2 separate regions of the Gossypium raimondii genome follow, and region 1 is linked to region 2. A link is a contact called in public Hi-C data. All regions are on one chromosome and are shown on one strand. The core of a region is the stretch at or near the end of the contact, and the rest is flanking DNA. Distances in the headings are between cores, read along the strand shown.

Evidence for each region. A called contact is a pair of places that touch in the nucleus more often than the background predicts.
Region 1: a Hi-C map of leaf shows a contact between it and region 2, with 2.8 times the contacts expected there. The contact joins the promoter of LOC105773507 here to the enhancer-like site in region 2. A contact is called at or near these places in 2 of 2 Hi-C or Micro-C datasets (both in leaf).

Annotation. Positions count from the first base shown.
Region 1 is chr6:44,319,771-44,324,464 of ASM2569854v1, forward strand. It overlaps LOC105773507 (ras-related protein RABA1c), which reads right to left and starts at 2,083. Exons shown (of 2, transcript XM_012595481.2): 1 at 1,593-2,083. The coding sequence starts at 1,813.
Region 2 is chr6:44,205,310-44,210,421 of ASM2569854v1, forward strand. No RefSeq gene overlaps it. Among protein-coding and RNA genes, the nearest start is that of LOC105772215, 6.2 kb to the left of the region's middle. Within about 2 kb of position 3,307, the one cell type or tissue checked has open chromatin away from gene starts, as enhancers often do. A contact at or near this core is called in leaf, where this site is marked.

The DNA of each region.
Region 1 (4,694 bases), core at 833-3,332, 110 kb after region 2:
ACTTTTAACCACTTCTTGAATCAGAAGCCTAAAAGGGTACACCTCATTGGTTGCTCGCTCTATCCTCTAGGATCAAAGAGACTTCTCATATTGACAAATTTTCATTGTCAAAACCTAAAGTTGCCAAAACTCCAGTCAAGTCTATATTGGTCAACGGCATATAACATCCAAATTTTAATATTTTGGTGTTCAACAACAAACTTGACTGCACCATTACTCAATTAAAAACACGCTAGAATTCTCTTAAAATCAATAGTAGTAAATTATAGCATGTCGCTCTTCGAATAAAGTATCCCACATTGCAAAAGAAACCTTAAGGTAAGTACAACTTCACCAGAATAAAAGAAAAACATATTACTAAGGCACTACTCTTTCCCCATAAAATCAAGCTTTGCTTGGTAAGGTAAAAAGAAAATTGGAAAGATGAAAAGTTAAACAGGAGGAGATAAGTAGAAACATAGAAATTACATTTTCTTTTTGGCTGGAATACTTGGTAGGAAAGATGGAAAATGAAAAGTTTAAGTATAGAAAAATATTTTTCTTTCCACCCATTGCCTGGTAGAGTAGAAAATAAAAGAAACAAAATGAAAATTTAAAAAAAAAAATGTAAAATTTGGTAAATATGCACACTTAACTTAAATCTTTCTCATTTTATCTCTTCTTGTCATTCCAAATTGGGATGATTTGTTTTTATGCATTCGGATGGAAAATGATCATACATCTCCTATTTTCTTTCATCTCACTTTTCTTTGTTAACAAGGCACACCCTAAAAGTTGCCACTCAAGGACTTGAAAGGTCCCTCCCTCTAGAAACTAACATCATTTACTTGTTCAAGCCATTTCTTCCATAATCAATTTACCACACTGTAGCTATAAGGTCCCTGCAACATCCCAAAATACCAGACTAGATTGATGCTAAACACTAGACTAACAAATTCCATGCGCAAATCGGATTCAAGATCCTGGTAAGCAATCATCATCTCTTTGTAACTAGTGATAACATATGAGAAAATAAGAAAGCGGGCAAGTAACGAAGACAAATATATCTTATATCTAGCAGGAAGAGAACATATTAATGCAAAGCATGACCATCTCGTTTGTTACTCATTTTGTCAAGCCACTTAACTGTAGATGAATGCACACAACCCGTATAACATGATCACAAGATTAAGAATAGTCAAGATCTGCTGACATGCACTTCAAATCTATGTTGGATCTATTTGCAATACAAGCCTATTAGGAAAGATATAAATCTAAACAACAGATTTGCAAGAAACAAGCAATCATAACACCATTTACTTACAAGCTACTCACAGATCTAGATAAGCAAGACCCTTTTTTTCTCTAGTATACTGGTAAAAGGGAGATTTGTTAAACCCCATTTCAGATCAAACCAAACTCTTCAAGAATCAAAGTTAGTTTCTTTTCCCAAGCAACAACGAATTTCAAGAAAAAAATCTCCAAGAAGAAGGAAAACCTTATACGCTTATGATATTTGCCAATCTTTGTATACAAAATCAGAAAAGAACTATAAATACCCAGATCAAAAAAAAAAAGGGGAAAGGAAGACGAGAAAGTAGGAAAAGTGAGACCTTTCTTGACCAGCAGTGTCCCAAATCTGAGCCTTGATGACCTTTCCATCAACATTCAAGCTACGAGTAGCGAACTCAACACCAATAGTGGACTTGGACTCGAGGCTAAACTCGTTCCTGGTGAACCTCGAGAGCAGATTTGACTTTCCGACTCCGGAATCACCGATCAAAACCACCTTGAAAAGATAGTCATAGTCATCCTCAGCTCTGTAACCAGCCATCTTTACTCTTTCTCAGAACCACAGCTGTTAGCCTCTTTCTTTGCGTCAAGTAAATAAACGAGTGTGTGAAAGAGGAGATGGCACGCGGCTTCTAAGTATATTAAAAGCCTCTTTTTTTAAGATCTGCCTAAGAAAAAAAAATCTAGTTGTTTTGGTTTTGGTATGAGTTGGAAATGTAAAAGACTGAATGTCTGCTCCGTTGGACTCCAGAAAATGTGGGGAAATATCCTTGAAAGTTGGGGCCTTTTCTGGAATGACTTCAATGCCTTCAAAATTTTTCACCTATAACGTCTTTTTGCTGCTGGAAAATGAGGATTTATGGGTCAATTTAACCATTGTTATATACGGTCTTTTGAAGTGGGAATGTTGTAATTTCACGACACTATTTGTTGATTTTTCGGTTTCTTTTCCCTTTTATTTTTAATAACACGAATAACGATGTATTAAGATTAATTTGCATTTTCTGTTTTTAATAAAAAAATAAGTAAATTAGTTTTATATTATTAAAAGTTAATGTAACGATGAAATAATCGACAGTGCCACTCATGTTAACATATATGAATCAATTTTAACCATAGAAATAGATAAAATTTTAATAAAAATTAGTTTATTTTTAATCTAACATACAGAGACTAAATTGCCATTTTTTTTAGTTAAGTGGGCAAAATATAATCCGACTCTTAATAAAAGAACATTCATGATAATTTTACTAGGAATAACTCGTCGAATCCAAGTTGTGGCTTATTGTCAAAGTATCTACTTTCCCCAAAAATTGCATGGGTTTGAATCATTATTATACCAAAATTTCTAACCTATACAAGCTAGAAATATTTGTTACAAATATTGGTATACCGTTAGAAATTTTAGTATTAACTTGTAATTTTAGTATTAGCTAGAAATATTTTTCAAAGGCGTACAACAGAATTGTCAAAAAAGAACCTTCAAGTTGAATGCTTTCGATGATATATTAGCAATGTTGTCTGAACCCAATTGAATCAATTGGTCGAATTGATTGGATCAAAGTGGTCGGGGTATCGATTTGGAGAGTGACAAAAAACTAGTAGACCCAGGAGCCAGTACAGATCGGTTGAACCAAACTCAAAAACTAGTTGAATCGATAGTTAAATTGGTTTAACCTAATTTTACTTTAATTTTTAATATTTTCTTTATTTTTTTGATGATTTATTTGCTTTGAACCAAATAGACTGGTTAAATCAAGAACGGGTGGTCTGATCGGTTTAACCACGGGTCCAATTTAAAAAATTGGATTTTGATTATCGTTTTATGCTAAGAGTGATGTATACTATTTATTGTAGTCTCTTTCCACTACACCAAAACAGGCTTTTAGCAACACTTTTAGTGGCGTTTGGACAAAAAACGCCGCTAAAGATCGAGCATTAGCGGCGCTTTACATAAAACGCCGCTAAAGATCGAGCATTAGCAGCTCTTTCAAAAAAGCGCCGCTAAAAATTAGCATTAGCGGCATTTTTTGGAAAAACGCCGCTAAAAACCTAAGCCCACGACCTTTCAGGGCTTTAGCGGCGTTTTTGAAAAAGCGCCGCTAATGCTCAGATCTTTAGCGGCGTTTTTGAAAAAGCGTCGCTGATGCTCAGATCTTTAGCGGCGTTTTTGAGAAAGCGCCGCTAATGCTCAGATCTTTAGCGGCGTTTTTGAAAAAACGCCACAAAAATATTATATCTTTCTATTTACTATTTAATTTGTTTATTTGTATTAATTAAAATTCAATTTATTTTTAATTGAATATTTGTTAAAAATGGAAAAATTAAAATACTATTATTTAAAATATGACTGATTAATTTTTAATTTATATATTAAATAATTTCATATATAATTGTAAAAGATATGATAGTATTAATTTTAAAATATTTAATTAATTATCATTATAGTTTAGGGCTTAATATATATGGTTTAGGGTATATGGTTTAAGGTATGTGGTTAATTTAGGATTTAAGGCCGATTTAGGAGTTACAATTTTAAGGTTTATAGATTATGGAATTAGGGATTATGGATTAGGGATTCTGGTTTAAGGGTTGTGATTTAGAGGTTAGGGGTTAGGGGTTAGAGATTAAGAGTTAGTGATTTAAGGTTTATGAATTTGATGTTAGGTTAGGGTTTAAAGTTTAGATTAATTAGTGTGTTTTAATTTATATTAAATAAGGTTTAGGGGTTAGGGATTCGGGTTAGGGTTTAGGGTTTAAGGTTTAGATTAATTAGTGTTTTTTAATTTATATATTAAATAAGGTTTAGGGGTTAGTAGTTAGGGGTTACGGGTTACGGGTTAAGAGTTAGTGATTTAGTATTTAAAGATTTGTGGTCGGGTTAGGGTTTAAGGTTTAGATTAATTAGTATTTTTTAATTTATATATTAATTAAGTTCTTAAATAATTGTAAAAGAGGGGTTAAGGGTTAGAGGTTAGGGGTTAGGGGTTAGGGGTTAGTGGTTTAGGGTTTATGTTTTATGATTTAAGGTTTAGGAGATAGGGGTTAGGGGTTTAGGGTTTAGATTAACATTATAATTATAGTTTAAATTATTTAAGAGATAATAGATAAACTTTATATATATTAAATGGTTAAGGATTTAAGGTTTACTTGAGATTTATTAAATAATAAAATTTTATACAATCTTTTATATTTAAAAATATTTAATCTAAACCATTTGATATATTTATATATTAGATTATAAAAATGATAAATAAATAAATAAAAGTAATAGATTGATACGGATGAGTAACTATCTATTTTGGATAGGACCAAATTAGAACAAATAAAAATGAAATACAAAAACTAAAAATTATAATTTTATCTAATTCTTTTAAATATTACTTAAAATTTAAAAAATTATTTATTTTAAAATTTATATG
Region 2 (5,112 bases), core at 2,057-4,556:
AAACCCGAAAAAACAAAGAACCTTCAAAACATAAACACAAAATTCTCTGAATATGTTATGAGTTCTAATCTAATGGGTATTATTTCTAAGATTGTAAAAGAGCCTATTTATAGGCTAAATTAGTAAGTCAAATAAACTATACTAATAAATGTCAAATATATTATACTAATAAATACTAAATCTTCTAGAAAGAAAATATATTTTTGTTTAACTTGACTTGCAAGCAATCTCTTAGAATTTGGGTTACACAACTCTAACATTTAATTTTGATTTTTTTTTTTAAAATTCTTTTACATGTCTAAAATTATAAATAACTCCAAATTTTCTTAAGATGGATATGTTTAATTTGAAAGGTAAGATAAAGATGTTCCAAATTTTATTTTAAAAAGAAAAGAAAAGATGTTCCTAATTTTACGTGATGCGTAGCTTCTCCAATTTGCCATAAAAGCTTGAATTTCAGTTTGGGTTTGTTGATGGGAAATGGTTCCTTTAGGATAAGTTTTTGAAGTGTCACTTTTTGGGCAGTCAATCTAGACCATCAACAATTAAAAGTATTGTCCTTATATCAGGATTTTGTCCCCCAACCTTCGCAGAGAGCCATGTAGGTTCATGGAGGGGCTAGCCTCAATTGTTGGAGATTGATACCTATAAGACTTGGGATACGTTTTAGTATCGGGCGTGCGTACAATTATAGGGATACTTGGGCATGCCATGGATCAAACCACCAACCAAGGCCTTATAGGACTTATAAGCAAACCTGGTACCACTTGAGCTACCTCTTCGAGGAGGCCAAGGGTGGCTACCCAGAAAACAACACTTTGGAGACTTCTCCCAGAGGAGTTGAAAGTTGATTCCATGTAACAATAAAAGGTGCTTTTTTTTGTTGAGTGGTGGTTCACTTTTTTGGGAGAAGTCTTTGAAGTGTCATCCGTCAGGTAGTCGACCCAAACCATCGACAATAGAAAGTATTATCCCCATATATGGAGTTTTGTTCCCCTGCCTCCATGGAGAGCCATGTATGATTCATGGAGGGGGCACCTCAATTGGTGGAGATCGATACTTTCAAGACTCAAGATACGTGTTAGTATTGGGTGTGTGAATAATTATAGGGGTACTTGGGCACGCCGTGGATCGAACCACTAACCAAGGCCTTATATGAACCTTATAAGCAAACCTGATGCTACTTGAGCACCCTAGCTTTTGCAGAGAGTCGTGTACGATTCACGAAGGGGGTTATCTTGGTTGGTGGAGATTGGTATATGCAAGATTCAGGATACGTGTTAGCGTTAGGTGTGTGAATAATTATAGGGTTACTTAGGTGCACTGTGGATTGAAGCACCTATCAAGGCCTTATATGAACCTTATAAACAAACCTAGTGCCCCTATAAGTATTCACGCACCCAATACTAATAGGTAACTCAAATCTTGCAGGTACCAGACTCCGCCAACCAAGGTGCCCCTCCGTGAACCATACACGGTTCTCCGCAAAGCTCGAAGGATAAAACCCTAACCACAAGGACAATACCTTTGATTTTAGACGGTTTGGATCGGCTGCAGAGAGGACGACACTTTGAAAACTTCTCCCAAAAGAGCCGATCCCCTGTCAACAAGGTTCAAATTCTAATTTGTCAATAAAAAAATTAGTTAAGCTCACGTGCTCCTTGATTAATCATTAAGATATTTGAATCCAACTTACTTTATATATTACCACCAATTATCTTAAATAAATTTTTGATAAGTTGAGTTATTTATAATTTTTTTTACATTTATGTAAAAAGAGATAAATATAAAAAATTTGAAAATCTTTTGCTTTTCTAATTTTTTTAAGAAAACTTTAGATTTTTTTATATTTTGAATTTTATAATTTTTATGTTTTTTTAATTCTAAAGAGCAATTTTTCATAATTTTGGAATTATAATTTTTAACTTTTTGTTAAGACTTTTGAAATTTTTAAAAAATTTAAAGTATTTTTCATATGTCAAATAAAATAAAATTAGTGTCGGGCCAATAATGAAAGATTGATGATTAATTTATTTTGAAGAAAAGAGTAAAGACCAAATTGAATAAAGGTACCAAGGTCGAAGGTTAAATTTATTATTTATCTTATATATATAACACCAAAATAAACATTCAACAGACACTTTTAACTATAGAGACGATTTTACCCATTTTTCAATTCAATAGAGGACCAAAATGTAATGTTATGTATGTATAGGGACTACTATGAGACTTTACCAATTTTATTGTTATTTGTTTGTTAAACTATTTATATATATGAGAAATTCTATTATTACTCCATATACTATGCCTAAGTTGAGTTATAGATTTCATTTCTATATTTTAATTTAGTTAATTTTAATTCATATATTTTTCAAATTGATCAATTTTAAATTTATTATTTACCTTATATGTAAAAGTCCAAAATAACCCTATATCAACACACTTTTTAACTCTAGGGACCATTTTGCCCATTTTTCAATTCCATTGACAACAATAAATTATTAATAGATAATACTAAATATATTTATATAATAAAAATTATTTGCGCAATTTTGGTTTTCCGATGTGGCAGAAAGAAAAGTATGAATGTTTTTTAAAATATTAAAATTGCACATTACTGTACAAAATTAATATCTAATATTATATATAAAATTAGAAAAACTGAAAAAAAAATTATTTTATTTTTCACCATATTACTAAATTCACAATTAAAAATAATTATAATATTTAATCTACACTTATTAGTTAAAAAGTTGAAATAAAATAAAAGTAGTGAGAATCATATATTTAAAAACTATGCTAATTTTAAAATAGATTCGTTATTTGAATAGAAAATGTATAGAAAAATTGTAATTAAAAATTAATTAAATATTAAATATATAAAATCATCAAGACATATGACATTAGAAGAGAAGATGCGAAATTTAAAATTGGGTGCTGCATGTTGGTTTACTCTTTACAATGATATATGGACTTGCTCAACTTCTTGCCCACTATAATAAAGCCTGTTATTTTGAAGCTGGTCGTCCAAAATAAAGCCCTGAGCCCAGGAGAAATATTTTCTTTTAATCTACATTTGGCAATTTCTGTCTTACATGTGTTTTAAAAATTATATATTTATAATTCCATATATAGTTTTTTACATATTTGAATATTTGTATCGTTTTTTTTTTTTCTAAAAGAAAACTGAAAGGATGTCATTAATAAAATAAACAATTACATGACTACATGTAAAACACGTGTAGCCTAACAGCTGCCCCCAAACCGTCGGTGACACCCCCTAAAATAACCTAAAAGCAGAATTCAACTTTCTAGATGCCTAAAAACCTGAACAGACGCATTAAAAACAACAGTAGCCTTCAAGAAACCTTAGAAAGACTACCAGAAAAACAAAGAAACAAGCCAAACAAATCAGAAAAAATTGCAGCCTAAACTGATTGGCTTTCCTCTCCGTCTGTTCTATTACCATCGTCTATCTCCAAAAAACATTATTGTTAACGTCCAACGATGGATCGTTAAAGAACCTGAAACCGTCGGAGTCCGCAAAAATCCCCTTCCTACGACCCATTTCATCCTCAAAACAGAGCCCTTCTATCTTCTTCGGCCACCGCTTCAACTCTTGAAGGTGCCTCCTTAACCCAAATCATCGCCGATGGCCATTGATTTCCTTCCTTCGCAATCGTATGCGCCGCTCGGTTCACCGCTCTGCCCACAAAATGACGAGTAAAACTCTCATATCCTTGGGCCCTCTTTTTTATTTCTTTGATAATCATAGAAATGCTTGATCTGTCATTCTCTGATGAACGGATTTTCTTAATAACTATTAAGGAATCCCCTTCCACCACTAGTCGTCGGAATCCCAACTCTTCGGCCACCGTCACCGCTTGTAAACAAGTCTTCGCCTCAACCGTGGTGGCATCGGCCACAAAACTATTTGGGTAAGCACAAGTCGCCAAAATGTGCCCCTCACTATCTCTAAAGATTATCCCAAATACCGAACTAAACATGCACTTGTTGAAAGTCGCATCAAAATTGCATTTAACTTCATTAATTCCTGGTGGCGTCCATATACTATTCATCTGGTTCATAGGTGTTGAAATCACGGATTCTGTAAATGTGCTATCTGAATAATATGCTTTAATAAACGTAACCAGACCCACTATGTTCCGTTTTTCACCCTGATGATATACCTTATTTCTGTGGTACCAGACTGCCCATAACACAATAGTTAGCCATTTGCATTTCTCCTCTCCTGTACAAGAAAATATATTTGCTGACCACAATTTCCAACTTTGTCCTTGAATGCTGGGCGAGACATTTACCCCAACCCTTGCAGAACACTTTCAATAAACATGCAATCCCGGAATATATGGCTCACCGGTTCCTCTATTGTACGACAGAGAGGACAAATGTTCACCACCTGCAGATTCCTCACTTGTAAATTGTCAAACATAGGGATATAGTTATTAGCAATTTTCCATGTTGTAATTTCTATTTTGCTTGCAACTTGTAACTTCCATAATTTGTTGTAGAAGTTCTGTAATAGCGTAGCTTGTTGTAACATTTCCCCCTGCGCTGCTGTCACTTCTTCACTAAGCAGCCATTTATAGCCACTTTTTGCCGAAAACACACCTATACTGTCTCCCCTCCACATTCTTTCATCATCAAGATCAACTTCAGCAACTGGGATTGTCAAAATTTTGTTTACCTGCTCCTCGTCAAAAAGCTTCCTTAGGACCTCCAACTTCCAGGTAGCTGTCTCTCTATTAATAAGATCTGCTACAATTTAATTAATATCAATATTCTGAATTCTAACTTTTCCATGTCCAGGTCTTGGTAACCAGACATCATTCCAGATGTTTATTGATCTGCCGTTTCCAACCCTCTAGCCCATGCCTAGCTCCAGAAGTCTTCTGGCTCCCCATATGCTCCTCCAGGTAAAAGATGGGTGAGAGCCTAAACTGGCACTCATAAAGTCACAATGTGGATAATCCTTTCCTTTCATGACGTGAGCAAACAAACAATCTGGTTTCATAATTAACCGCCATCCTTGTTTAGCAAGTATCGCTATATTGAACTTGGTTAGTTCCCTAAATCCCAACCCCCCTTGTG